Regions from separate parts of the Sus scrofa genome. Here region 2 is linked to region 1. Evidence: chromatin contacts called from public HiChIP or PLAC-seq data. All regions are on one chromosome and are shown on one strand. The core of a region is the stretch at or near the end of the contact, and the rest is flanking DNA. Distances in the headings are between cores, read along the strand shown. Region 1 holds the start of CLEC12A (C-type lectin domain family 12 member A). Region 2 holds the start of LOC100520491 (killer cell lectin-like receptor subfamily B member 1B allele B).

The links. HiChIP or PLAC-seq counts read pairs in DNA pulled down with a chosen protein or histone mark.
Region 2: an H3K27ac HiChIP or PLAC-seq map of alveolar macrophages shows a contact between it and region 1. The contact joins the promoter of LOC100520491 here to the promoter of CLEC12A in region 1. A contact is called at or near these places in 2 of 47 Hi-C or Micro-C datasets (alveolar macrophages and skeletal muscle) and 1 of 2 datasets of contacts at active chromatin or transcription factors (alveolar macrophages).

The regions. Positions count from the first base shown.
Region 1 is chr5:61,919,849-61,926,652 of Sscrofa11.1, reverse strand. CLEC12A (C-type lectin domain family 12 member A) reads right to left here and starts at 3,596. Exons shown (of 6, transcript NM_001301669.1): 1 at 3,481-3,596. The coding sequence starts at 3,571.
Region 2 is chr5:62,104,211-62,111,014 of Sscrofa11.1, reverse strand. LOC100520491 (killer cell lectin-like receptor subfamily B member 1B allele B) reads right to left here and starts at 4,316. Exons shown (of 6, transcript XM_003481689.4): 1 at 3,673-4,316; 2 at 108-194. The coding sequence starts at 3,754.

The DNA of each region.
Region 1 (6,804 bases), core at 2,347-4,846:
ATTTATAAAAGGTTTTGAGGGATCTTCTACTTGATAAAGTTGGTAGACAATAGTATATACACATGTATATGTAGTACAGCATTATGTATATGTAGTACATGTATATGTAGTACAGCTAGCACAGCATATTCTCTGGGGCTAGTGTGTCCTGGTTCTGCTGCTTATCACCTGTGGGACCTTGGACAAGTTACTTAGCCTCTCGGTGTCTTAGTTTCTGCCTTGGTTCAAAGAAACAGGGAGTTCCCGTCGTGGTGCAGTTGTTAACGTATCCGACTAGGAACCATGAGGTTGCGGATTCGGTCCCTGCCCTTGCTTGTGGGTTAACGATCCGGTGTTGCCGTGAGCTGTGGTGTAGGTTGAAGACGCGGCTCGGATCCCGCGTTGCTGTGGCTCTGGTGTAGGCCTGTGGCTACAGCTCCGATTCGACCCCTAGCCTGGGAACCTCCACATGCCGTGGGAGCGGCCCAAGAAATAGCAAAAAAAAAGACAAAAAAATAAAAAAAATAAAAAAAATAAAAAATAAAAAAATAATAATAAATAAACAAAAAAACAAGCCATGAAGTATCAAAATTAAGTGATTTAAGATTTGTGGAGTTCCCATCAGGGCGCAGAGGAAACAAATCTGACTAGGAGCCACAAGGTTGGTTCAATCCCTGGCCTCGCTCAGTGGGTTAGGGATCTGGCATTGCCATGAGCTGTGGTGTAGGTCACAGACGTGGCTCGGATCTGGCGTTGCTGTGGCTGTGGCATAAGCCTGCAGCAACAGCATCGATTAGACCCCTACCCTGGGGTGGCCCTCAAAAGACACACACACAAAAAAAAAAAAGAGAGAGAGATTCGTGATACTATTACGACAGTGTTAGCACATAGCAGACACTTGGTGATTGTGCTTATTTATATTGGTAGTTGATGAGAAGAGGATGATTGGGGCCAGGAAACAGTTTTAGAGGAAAAATAAATATTTCTATTTTTGACAGTTTGAATTTGAAATGAAATTAGAAACCCATATGAAAATCGGCACTTGTATTTTCCAATCTGGACGTCCAAGGAAAGGTTATACAGAATCATTGTATTTGAATCCAAATAACTGAATGAGGCAACATGACAAAGTATATTTAGTGATATGAGAAAAGTGGATCCAGAAGAGAGCCCTGAAGTATTCTGTCATATGGAATTTGATCCCAGGGGAAAAGTCCAAGGAGAAGACAGAGGAAGCAGCCATTGTGATAGTAGGAAATGTGAAGAGATGGCCCTGAAATGGGCAAAGAGAAGTGTTTGAAGAAGAGGGGCTCTTTTCAATTCTGCAAATGCTGCAGGGAAGTCAAGTAGTACAAGAGCAGAGATGTGACTGTTGGGATGAAACAGGGAGGCTGTCTGTGACCCAGACAAGAATCTAGGTCTCCATGGAACAAGGAGAGCAGAAGCCTAGTAGAGTCCATTGAAAAGAGAGTGAGAGATGGAGAACCAAGAGTTTGTGACCAAAGACAACCTTACAAAAAGCTCTGTTGTGAAAGGAAACAAAGACATGGAAGAACAAATGGGGCATGTGAGTGGTCAAGTAAGGAGTGCATTTTGTTAAAATAGACATAGCAGAGTATGTTGGTGCACGAAGAGGGATAATCAACTAGAGGAGGGAGATCGAACGATGACACAGGAGAGACGGGGGAACATTGTAGAAAAAGTGTCTTTGAGAAGGACACTTGGATTGCAATTTAGAACCAGATGAGGCGGTCTGTCTTTTGATAAGAGTAAATAAGAACTTTGTAAATATTATCTAGAAGTAAGGCAGAGTGTACAAGGGAGGATATGGCAGGATGGAAATTTGGACAGTAGAAAGAAAAGGGGTAGAATGAAGTAGGAGCAAAGCTCATCAAGTGAGAGTGAACTGGGCTTGAAATTTTGTGTGTATTTTTTACTGAAAATGTTCAGCTGCTCAGGTGGGGCACAGGTGAGTGGATGTTTAAATTTAACAAGAATTGGAATTTTTCTAGAAAAAACACAAAGAAGAGATGTATAAGAGAGTCAGGTTAGACGTTATATAATACAAAGTTTACATTACATTATATAGTCTTTATAGACTGAATAATCAGAAAATTAGATAAAATTGAGAAAGTCAACAAGACATGGATGAAAAATTTCTTCAGGGTCAAAGAATTTCTGAAGTGGAAATTTAGAATGAGAATGATTAGTAGGACAGGAAAAGAGAAGGGACGTGGTAGGATTTGTAAAGAGCAATTACGGTGTATTGCGTTTATGGTATGTTCCTCTCACACCATAAAAAGAGAAATACAAACAAGAAAATTAAGACAGAAAGTATTGTGACATCCTTAGCATCCTGCCCTTTAAAAAAAAAATCAGTATTCAAGGAAAAGGCTACAGAATTAAGCTGTTATCCTTCATCAAGATTTATAATGTTCATGATAAATGAGAATGACAATGGATAAATGGGGAATGATAATGATAAGTGGATCCAAGATTAAACAGTGAAAATTCGGTTCACAGTAAGGTAGAACGTCAAAGAATGCTACATTTTTTAGAGGTAAAAAACCAATGAAAGAATACACGAGTATTTTTCTATTACTCTTTTCTCCTAATATCACTGCTTCTGTTAACTCTTTGTGTTCTCTATATCTACCATTTAATTTATACACACTGATTTTAAGTATGGGTATTCTGGGACATTAGGGATACTTTATTGAAGCATAAACTGAAAGTAAACACAAGTGGTCCATTTATATCATAATTAAATTTGACTTAAAAAATACAAACTTTCCAGGTACAGGGTGCATTTGAATTATTGTATCTTCCAATATTTATTTCTTTCCTCCCTTTAGTCTTTGATGTGTCTTTTCAGGTAACTTAACCTCTTCCATATTGTAATAAGTTGGAAAGAGATCTCCAAAGGAAGTAAGAAAAATTCTAAAAATTCTATTAGCAAATTCTAATAAAAGCTTTATTTGGTAAAAACTAAAATAAAATCCTCTGAAGGTCCCTTCTCTCTGTCTCTTTCTTTGGCTCTCTCTCCCTATCTCTTTCTTAGACACACACACACACACACACACACACACACACACACACACAAATTAGCATTTTCTTCTAAAAAAGAACATACAAACCCAAGACTTTCCTGAACAACATGTTCCTAGTTCTATGGCTTTCTTTCATGGGGGAAAAATAATTCATAATCCAGTCATATGAAAATACTATCCTAGCCTAATCATGATTGTGATAGATTGAAAAAAATTATAAAAGATTGTGTGTTAAATGCACTGCTTATTTTCTTTAAAAAATCCTTTAAAATCCTTTTGTATGGTCATTTTTGGTAGTTTTGGTAAAAAATAAGAGGCTTAAATTAAAAATTCAAATTGAAAGGTTATTGTCAATTCACTAACACTCAAGGAGCAAGGCATCTACCCTTACACTTCTGCCACCTTCCACATTTTATCCACCTCACAACACAGCCATAGCTCAAAATCTTACCTTTTATCCCAAAGTTGCCAAACTCCTGGGTATTTTCTTTCTTACCAGAGTCCTGGAATTTTAGATCTGCATAAGTGACTTCTTCAGACATTGATGACTATGCAGGGAAAGCTTGACAAACTGTAAAAAAAAAAAGAAAAGAAAAACGAGGGTGAACTAACACAGTTTGATGGTGATCAGAGTTGTGATTTTAACCTCCGTTTATAAACCAAAGCTTAAACTTAAAAACTTCTGTTTTTAAATCGAGTCCCAATCACCCACATATCCGGAAACAAGCTGCCACCCTAAAGAGAGCAGAGTGCTGTTACAAGAAGGAACACCTTTCTTCCTCTTATCTCTTTCTTTTCTCATTTCTCTGTGTCTACCAACTACAGAAAGTAATTTTTAAAACTGTGTTTGGGTATTATTAGCGTTGTGCCAAGGGCTGCAAATCACCAGTGCTATGTGCTGCAGATATAACAAGCATTTCTTGGAGAAACACTTTTAAGGAGAGAAAGAGGAGAAAGGATACAATTCTCAAACCCTTGCTAGTCAGCCCCAGTGGCCTGGCATAGATTTTCTGTACATCTCCAGGTCCTGATAGAGAGGTTTGCCTGAGCCAAGATCACATGTGCACAGAGAGAGGAGATAAGTCCCACGCAGTCACCCTGTTATCCAGGTACAGGAGTGCCTAGAGGACCAAGAGAACACTTAGATTCTCTAGTAACAAGAAGCATAGTAAGGGATTTAGAATAGGAACTGTGCCAGGAAGTATGCATACAGATGGCTATGGGCAGTATACCCAAAGCTCCAGAAATAGCTCTGCAGGTCTGGAGGTTAGCAGATATCTGGGTCTGGCCAAATGTCTATAAGCCATTTGATCCACACCAAAAAGTCCTGGAAATTTGGTCCTGTCCAAAATGTCGATGAGCATATTTTGTCCATGCCAGATGGTTTGGAACAGAACTAAATATGACCAAGTTTCGAGGACTTTTTGGTGTGGATCAAATGGCTCATGGAGCAAATGGCTTATGCTTGTTTTGGACAAGACCAAATGTCCTTTAAGGGTGGATGCTGCCAGCTGCTGAGTGGATTTATTCCAACTGTGCATTGTGGAAATGGACAATGACCGCAGGATGGATTCAGGGACACACTGGGCCTACCATTACACCCACCTAAGCTAAAACCCCACTGGTTACCTGACCGCCGTTGGCCCTGACGAATGGGCCACAGTGAAGTTTGGGTCTCCTGGAATTAGTATAGGATCAGAGCCCGAGTCTAGTATTTTCCGAAAGGCCTGATCATTTCCTTTTCTAAAATGCATGGTTGCCTTCGTAGAAGGGGAATTTTTGCTTACGTCCTTACCATTTTAACATCTGCTAATTTAGAAGCCCTGGTTTCCAGAGTGGAAACACTTCAGGCATCGCAGTGAGAATCCCATTCAATTTTTTTTTTTTTTGTCTTTTTATGGTGACACCTGTGGTATATGGAATTTCCTGGGCCAGGGGTTGAACCAGAGTGGGAGCCGCAGGGCTACTCCACAGCCACAGCAATACCAGACCCAAGCTTCGTGTGCCACCTATGTCACAGCTGTGACAACGCCGGATCCTTAACCCCCTGAGAGAGGCTAGGAATCATACCTGCATCCTCAAAGAGACACTATCGGATCCTTAACCCACTGAACCACAGTGGGAGCTCCTCATTAAGTTTTAAGCTATGTCTGCTACCCTGGGCTTCTTATGCCAGGAACACAACAGGAAAAGAAAATGAGTCACAATCCTGACAGGGCTAATTAACCTGCTTATCAGGGGAATGTAGGACTATTGTTGCATAAGAGAGAAAGTGAAGCAGGTGTTTGCAATGAAGGTGACCCACTAGGATGTCCCCTGACAGTCCCCTGATAAATTTTGACAGCTAATAGGTAAGTTCACTAGAAATGGGCTATTGTCCATATTTCATACTCTTGTAAATGTGGATCTTTTGTACTTTGAGCATATATTTTAGAAAATGTGTATGTTAAAAGGTCACCACGATGTCTTTAGGCAAGTTTGCTGTGGGATAGTTTGTTTAACAGTCAGGAAAGTTACACTGGTCATTATTAATATCTAGCGCCACCAAAAATAGCCTGTAGCATCTGAGGGTGAAAAATAAATGAAGCATCTCCAGGAAAAAACAAAAAAGAATTAGTGTATTTTGCCAGGGGCTTAGGCCCCTGACTGATGGGTACCTTGGTCCCACTAGTTGGTAAAACACCTGGTCTGGTTGAGGGTGTCGTCAAGGGTGAGTGGAGTCCAGCAAGGTAGGGATGTAGGAAATGATGGATATTGGTTGCCATCCAGACAAACTGCAATGACAGGGTGTATAGTTTGTCCCACTAATCTTGTTTCTGTGAGTTTCACCAAGAAAAGGAACTGAAGAGAATACCAGAAGGGCTGGTTATAGAACGTTTTTCTACTAACCAGGCAGATGGGGCAGTGCAAGAGCAGCGTGCAGCAGGCACACTGGTCTGCTGCCCAGATGCTCTAGTCAGCACCGATATATTCATTTCCCAAGCTACTGGGAAGGTTGGCAACTGAATTCTCTCAGCTGACTCTTTCTCTGAGAAGTGCTGTGCACCTCTCAGGGACAGCCTACATCAAATAGATGGGCAGGGTGACAAGGTAGAGGAGGAAATGTCCCGCTTTTCTGGCTTCAAGAGGTGCAACTTTGAAGGACCAGCCTATCTCCAGAGGTCCCCATAGGATTAGCCGGGGCCTCTGCTGCAACTGCGTTGTGTGGATGAACCACTCCCTTTATCCAATGTTGCTCTCTCACCCTCTACGCTCTTATTCTCAACAGCATTTACCATTAAAGCTTCTATACATAAATATCAGAGTTTGAGTCTAGTTCCTAGGGAATCCTACTTATTAAAAAAAAAAAACAAAAACAGTGATTATTTTCTTGATTCATTTTGTTTCATTTTATATTTTTAAGGGAATATAAACATTTTGTCCCATCATGACCCTTGTTGCTTCCTTTTAACTTAACTCTTACTGTACTCACTCTTATTTATTCGTTATCCATCCATTAAGGAAATGAGCATATGCTTAAATTGCAGAAATTATTATGCCTAAGATTAGACGATGAATAATGTACTTGTGGGTTTTGGTCTGGTGTGTGAAGAGATCAGAAATTATCACTCCCATCCACACAATAAGAAAAAATAAATAAATAAACGACCCTTCTTAAATCCATCAGAGAACTGAGATCATAAGGCAAACCACTTCACCATAAATTGAAGAGACACACAAGGAAAAGTGATGAATCACAGCTTATTGGAGCAGAGGACTAGGAGTAGGAAAATCC
Region 2 (6,804 bases), core at 3,067-5,566, 180 kb before region 1:
AAGTCATACTTTGTTGTTTAGGAACCACTTGAATAGCAAACACTACTACAACAGGTCATGATAAAATAATACTTTAGGATATATGAATGGTATTCATAATTACTTACCAAAAATGCTCAGCACAATTACTATTACAAGAAGAATGACAATCATTGCACATCCAACTCTCAAGAAAATTCCATGGTGGTGAGAATCTATAAAATGGAGAGATTATGCTAGCAAGCCCAGTAGACAATTTCTTAGGTAGTGAGAGGCAGGGAAATGCTTAATAAATTTTGTCAGTTATGCTCTTCAATTACTTTCCTTTGAAATATGTAGTCTAGCTTCCTTTTACACACACACTCACACACAGAACATATCTGGTCCCCTAGTTTGTGAAAAGAGACCTAGAAAACTATGAATGGATATAAATTTTTCTTTGTTGATTCACCATATATGTTCCTCAGTATTAGCCTTGCTTATGGTCTACTGTCTGCATCCCTAAGCTTTTATATAAGACTACGAAATTCTCAGGATTCTCTCATAAGCTTACAGACAACACCGACTTATTTGAATTGATCCATGCTTTTATGTCCCCTCCCTTATACAATGCACCTATTTCCTGTGATTTGAATTATAATTTCATGAAATTATACATTTTAAAGTAAAATAATTTTAGGGATAATCTTATCCAACATCTGCATGTTAAAATGGGAATTTCAAATCTACAACCACACAATTGATAGCAGAGATGAGGGCCTCCTCAGGTCTCTTGACTACTACATTAGTGCTGTAATCAATAGCCACATGATCAAAAGATAAATAAATCATTAAAAGAAATTGGCATTTTTATCTTTGAGCCAATAGTTAAAACCAACAGTCTCTTACCCAACATAGCTATAGTATATCAATTCCACTAAATATGTGATAGACACACACATCCATACAATATACTGAGAAAGTACTACTATAACTGATACTGAAATAAAACCAGTTACAAAGTCAAGTGTCCAGACTGATTAACCTGAGTGTTTATTTAGTGATTTTTTTTTTTTTTTTTTTTTTTTTTTTTTTTTTTTTTTTTAGGGCTGTACCTGTGGCATATGGAAATTCCCAGGTTAGGGGTTGAACTGGAGCTGCAGCTGCTGGCCTACACCACAGCCATGGCAATGCCAGATCCAAGCCATGTCTGTGACCTACACCATAGCTCATGGCAACACCAGATCCTCAACCCACTGAGTGAGGCCGGGGATTGAATACGCATCCTCATGGATACTAGTCAGGTTTGTAACCCACTGAGCCACAACAGGAACTCTTATTTAGTGAAATATTATGGGATTTTGTTCAAATTCTTCCTGCTAAGTAAAACATCTTTAGTGGGAATTTATTCTCAAAACTTTAAAGAAGTCCATGTGTTTTCATTTATTAGGCAAAACAATTCAAATTGTACCAATCAAGGCAATCAGAAGAAGAAGGTGATGATGTCCCAGCACTAGCTTCTAATATGAAGAATTGAGTTTACAGACCTAAAAACTTAAAGAATAAATCTTCAAACTTCATAAAAGGCCTAATGTGGGATGCTAGCTCATATTTTTAGGCAGCTGAAGGAAAATTTAAGAACGCTATGAATTCCCAAATCATAGCCTGGGGTATTCTTAGTGGAATCACACTTCTCACCCATATTTCACTCAGCTTCATGGTAGTAGCCGTGTTTTTTATATCATGGAGAACCGAAAAACCTCTAATATTTATTAAGTACCTAATGAGATCCATTAGTTTATTTGTCCATTTATACATTCTTCCACCTACCAAGCATCTATTGATTGCTTGCTATGTACTTAATATCGTGAGGGGTGCGGGGAATACAAAAATGAAGAGATTGGGGAGGGGCTTTCGACATAGATGAGGCTTTGAAATGGGAAGGAATATGGTAAATTTAAAGAACAAAAAGAAAGTCAACAACCAGAGCAAAATAAGTGACATTTAGCAAGTTAGGAAGAAAGGCCCTGGACAATTGTGTGGGGCTCCATGGACATTTACAAACCAAGGTATCAAATAGTTCTTTCTCTCTTCAGTGATATGATGCATGAGGGCAGAAGTTGCATTTGTCCAAAATAGAGATGTGCAGTGAAAGAGTAGTAAGAAATTTGACATCTGGTCATAAGCATGACTATAGGTAGTAGTTTAATCTTTATTATAGTCATATTTCCTTTTTTTAAACATTAGAATATTGGACTAGACAGCATTAAAATTGTTGTCTCCAAATCTTTAAACAAGGAAAAGAGTAATGTTCTTTCCATCATCAGAAGAAATTAAATCTCAGAATGCAGAATCAAAAATATTGGTTTTGTTGGAGTTCCAGGTGTGGCACAGTGGGTTTAGAGCCTGACGGCAGCAGTTTTGGTTGCTACAGAGGTGTGGGATTTGATCCCCAGCACAGAGCAGTGGGTTAAAGGATCTGGCATTGCTGCAGCTGTGGTGTAAGTAGCAGCTGAGGTTTAGATTTAGTCCCTGGCCTGGGAACTTCCATATGCTGGAGATGTGGCCATAAAATTATACATATATAATATATATATATATATATATATATATATATATATGGGTTTTGTTGCTTGAAGTGAGTTAATCTCTAGAAAAACTGACCAATTATATGAGATTTGGGGGGAAATGGGCAAATAAGAATACAATTCTAGTCCACATAGTTTTTTAAACTAAGTTCCATTAGCTAATTTAAAGTGAAAATTCCTGGTCTATGGAGAAAAGAGATAAGCCTCTATTCAGCAAGGCAGAGAGAAAATATTTAAACATAGGAAATAACATGTTCTTGCAACTAGAGAAAACTACACCTCAGATTCATTTGATAACTGCAAGCTTAAAAATATAGGAGAAGAAAGGCATTCTTGGGAAATATAGAAAAGCAAAACATCAGATTTACACCACAAGGCCAAGCACAATGAGGAGATTTTAAGTTATTTAAACATTTTAAATAAAGTTTATAATATAAAAATTCTTACCCTAAAGGAAAGAATAGGAAAGAAATACAGAAATTTCTCTAATGCTTCATGTGTATATAATGTATATAGAAAATACACTGGATTTGAAAATTTATTATTTTCGAGGTGGTTTGTGATTAAGGTACAGTGTTCTCTTTAGCTGTATGCCTATCTATTTATGTTCCAAAAATATTCTCTTACTCAGTCATCAATCCTAAACTTCAGGAAATAAAATACTAATATTTTGTGTCTTTAGCTTAACATTTTTATCCTACCAATATTCAAATTCCAAAAGGATAAATAACATTGCGAATCATTGCCAGAGATATTTTCCTCAGTGTAAATAAATTGATCAAACTATTTTAAAAGGGAAGATTTGATTGGAGTGAGTAAAGCTGTAGAGGAGAAAGGAGACATGAGGATTGATGTAAGTATAATAAATGTTCACCACAACAAATATAAAGAATAGAGGGTCTATGAAAACCCAAAGCGAAATTCTACATATTAAGGCTAAAATTAAAATTAACTTTACGAACATTTTGTGTCACTAAAAACATTGACTTTCATTCTTGCATTCAGTAAGTTCTGCTTTGAATCCAGTCTCTTCACTATTTCCAGTAAGGCAAATATAGACACAGGGCAGCAATAAGGGAAATTAAAAGTAAAGTATTAAGTTTAATGAGTCCTAAATCCAACTTACCGGATCTCTGTACTGAAGAGGAATGTTCCGAAGAAAGAGTCCTGGCAATGTTGATGTCAGCATAGACTATATCTCCAGCCATTGCCTATGTTAAAACGAGAGAGAAGCCCACTAGTGATATTCTGCTGAAGGGAGTCCCATATGTTGGCAAACTTCCTGTAAGTTAGATAAATTGATAAGGATGATTTTCTTCCCCTCTCCCGAGTTTGGTTTGTTTCTCCGATGAATAACACTCAAAAGCAATGTGTTCAGCCTTATTAATCAAGGTAATAGATTTTTGAACCCTTGCATGTCATAGAAGAAAAGGACTATTTAAGCCGTAGTTTTTTGCTCTACAGTTAGTATTCCGCCTATGTTTGGAATCATTTTAATCTTTAATGATATTACAGAAGATATTGTTCTACTTAACTATGAACCACTTCCTCTTTTTTCTTAGACACGCTCTCCGGCAGAAACTCTATGACCTTCTAGTATTTTCTTCAAAGCAGAATGGCAATTTGAGGGAGAGAACAACAAAAAAAGAGAGAGAGATACTATTGTGAGTGGAATAGAAAGAATTGATAGACACTAAACCTTACTCTAGAGGGAAAATAGATGTTTGAGAACTTTCTTTGCTTATCACTGTGCACTAACTCATTAGAGAAGTATAGTGTTGCATGTTTCAGGTCCTAAATTTGGAGATTCTAAATTTAGTAGGAGGACAGGATAGTCAGCATTTTCTTATTCCAGCCATCAATTTGTGGCAAAGCAATGTTTTTGGAAATATCTGACTGCATGTTTACTTAGATGAACCTTAAGCGTCTCTTTACTTAAGGACCTTAAAAGAAAAGATCAAGATGTTTTAGGTGCTGGAGTTCCTGTTGTGGCTCACTGGGTTAAGAGCCTGACATAATGTTTGTGAGGATGCGAGTTTGATCCCTGGCCTTGATCCAGTGGGTTAAGGATCCAGCATTGTCACACGCTGTGACATAGGTCTAATACGCAGCTTGAATCTGGTGTTGCTGAGAGTGTGGTAGAGGCTGGCAGCTGCAGCTCCAATTTGACCTCTAGCCTGGGAACCACATGCTGCAGGTGCAGCCATAAAAAGAAAAGAAAGAAAGAAAAAAAAAAAAGCACTTTTTTTTTAGTGTGCTGCTTACATCTGGAGGAGTTCACTATAATCTCTGAACTAATGGAGGTGCTGAAATCCAAGTTAGCCTCCTTGAAAGAAAAAAGGCAACAGAAGCCATTTAAGATATGTGGCTACTAATCCCAGACAAAGAATATTTACCAGTGATGATTTAGAACAGTGAACAAACAGGTTCTTCTGAGAAGAAGAATAATGGGGCTGCCAGTTGCATGATTTTTATGTAACATCTTTATATTGATATAGTTGACATGATGTGAGGATTCTGGACATTTCACATAAGTAGACTGTCACACAGTTTTGAGTCGGGCTGTTTCATTCAATGTTTTCAAGTCTCATCCAGATTGTAGTATTTCAGTATGTCATTCCTTGTTATAGTAGAAGGATATCTTACTGTATGGATATATCATGCTTTGATTATACATTTATCATTTGATGGGTATTTGATGTGTTTCTACTTTGGGGCATTTATTAGCAGTGCTGCTATGAACATTTGCATATGGATTTGATTTTTTTTTTGGATATATACTTAGGAGTGGAATTGTTGGGTCATTTAGTAACTATGTTTAAACTTTTGAAAATGGTCCAACTATTTTCTACTGAGGCTTCACCATTTTACAGTCTTTTTTTTATAAGCAGGAAAAAACCCTATCTTTATCAAATGAAGAAGTATGAATCAGTCTTCAAGCAAGATAAAATAATCACGAACAAAATTAACAGTTAAGAGCACACGTACAGAGTAGACTACAGATTTAGTTATTTGGAATAAAACACGTACACCAAAATCAAGAGACAGACCACCGCTCACACTGAGGAAAAGCACTAACTCATTGTAAACACACAACTTCTGAGAAAATAGAGCTGACATTTAAAGGACAGTAAACCAGAGACAAGTCATCATTAGGTTAGAGTACTGATTTGAGCTTGAGGAGGATCAATGTTGAAATGCCATCATAACTCAATGATTTCCCAAGATTTTGTCACCTCAAAAACAGGAATATATAAAAATCAGTAGTACAAATTCTCGTAAAACTTGAAAAGATTTCACATTCTCATTGTCAATGTATGTCTCCTCACAGCCTTATCACACTTGTTAATTTTCATCTTGTTGCTCATGGCTGTCCCACGGGGGCAGGGTAAAGTGGCATCTGATAATTTTGAATTGGTCTGCAGATAACTGCTTTGATGTCATTTACCCAGACTTGTGCATTTTCATCCTAACTCTATGAATATCAGTATTCAGTAGAATTAAGGGAACTTTTTTTTTTTTTTTAACTCTCTCAACTGCCCCAGATTCCTCAAACCCTTATCTTTGTCTCCTCAATTTCAATGAGGCTGCTAGCTCTCTTTGGATAGTTCTTCCTGCTTCTGTATTATGGAAAATCACTCCCAGCGAAATCTGGAGTCATCTTAGCGCTCTTCTTTTTTGCTTCTCTTCCTTTCTTCCTTTCTTTCTCATTTTATTTCTTTCTACTATACCACAGCCACAGCAAAGCAGGATCCAAGCCATGTTTGTGAACTACACCACAGCTCATGTCAATGCTGGATCCTTTAATCCACTGAGCAAGGCCAGGGATAAAACCCCCATGCTCATGGATAATTGTTGGGTTCATTAACCACTGAGCCAGGACAGGAACTCTTTTTGCTTCCCTTTTCTGAAGGAACACAGTCCTGAGCTTTCTGTTCTGTAATATCTGAAAGCATTTTTGCATGTGTTTGCTAAATTTTCTGACTGATTTTAAGTCTGATTCTTCTTAATCCATAGTGCTATCCATTTTAAACATCTTTATATTCATATCATATTCTTTTAAAATGTTTTTTCAAGGTGAATATTATGTGGCTAAATTAGTTTGTTTCATTTTTCCTGTATTATTTAGTTTCAACTTTCCATCATAGTCCATTGTAAGAGTGTTGGCTTTGTAATTTTAAAAGCCTAGGCCTGAATCTTGACTTAAAAAAGGTAGCAGCTAAAGAAGTCTGGACAAATTTATCTTTTAATGCCAATA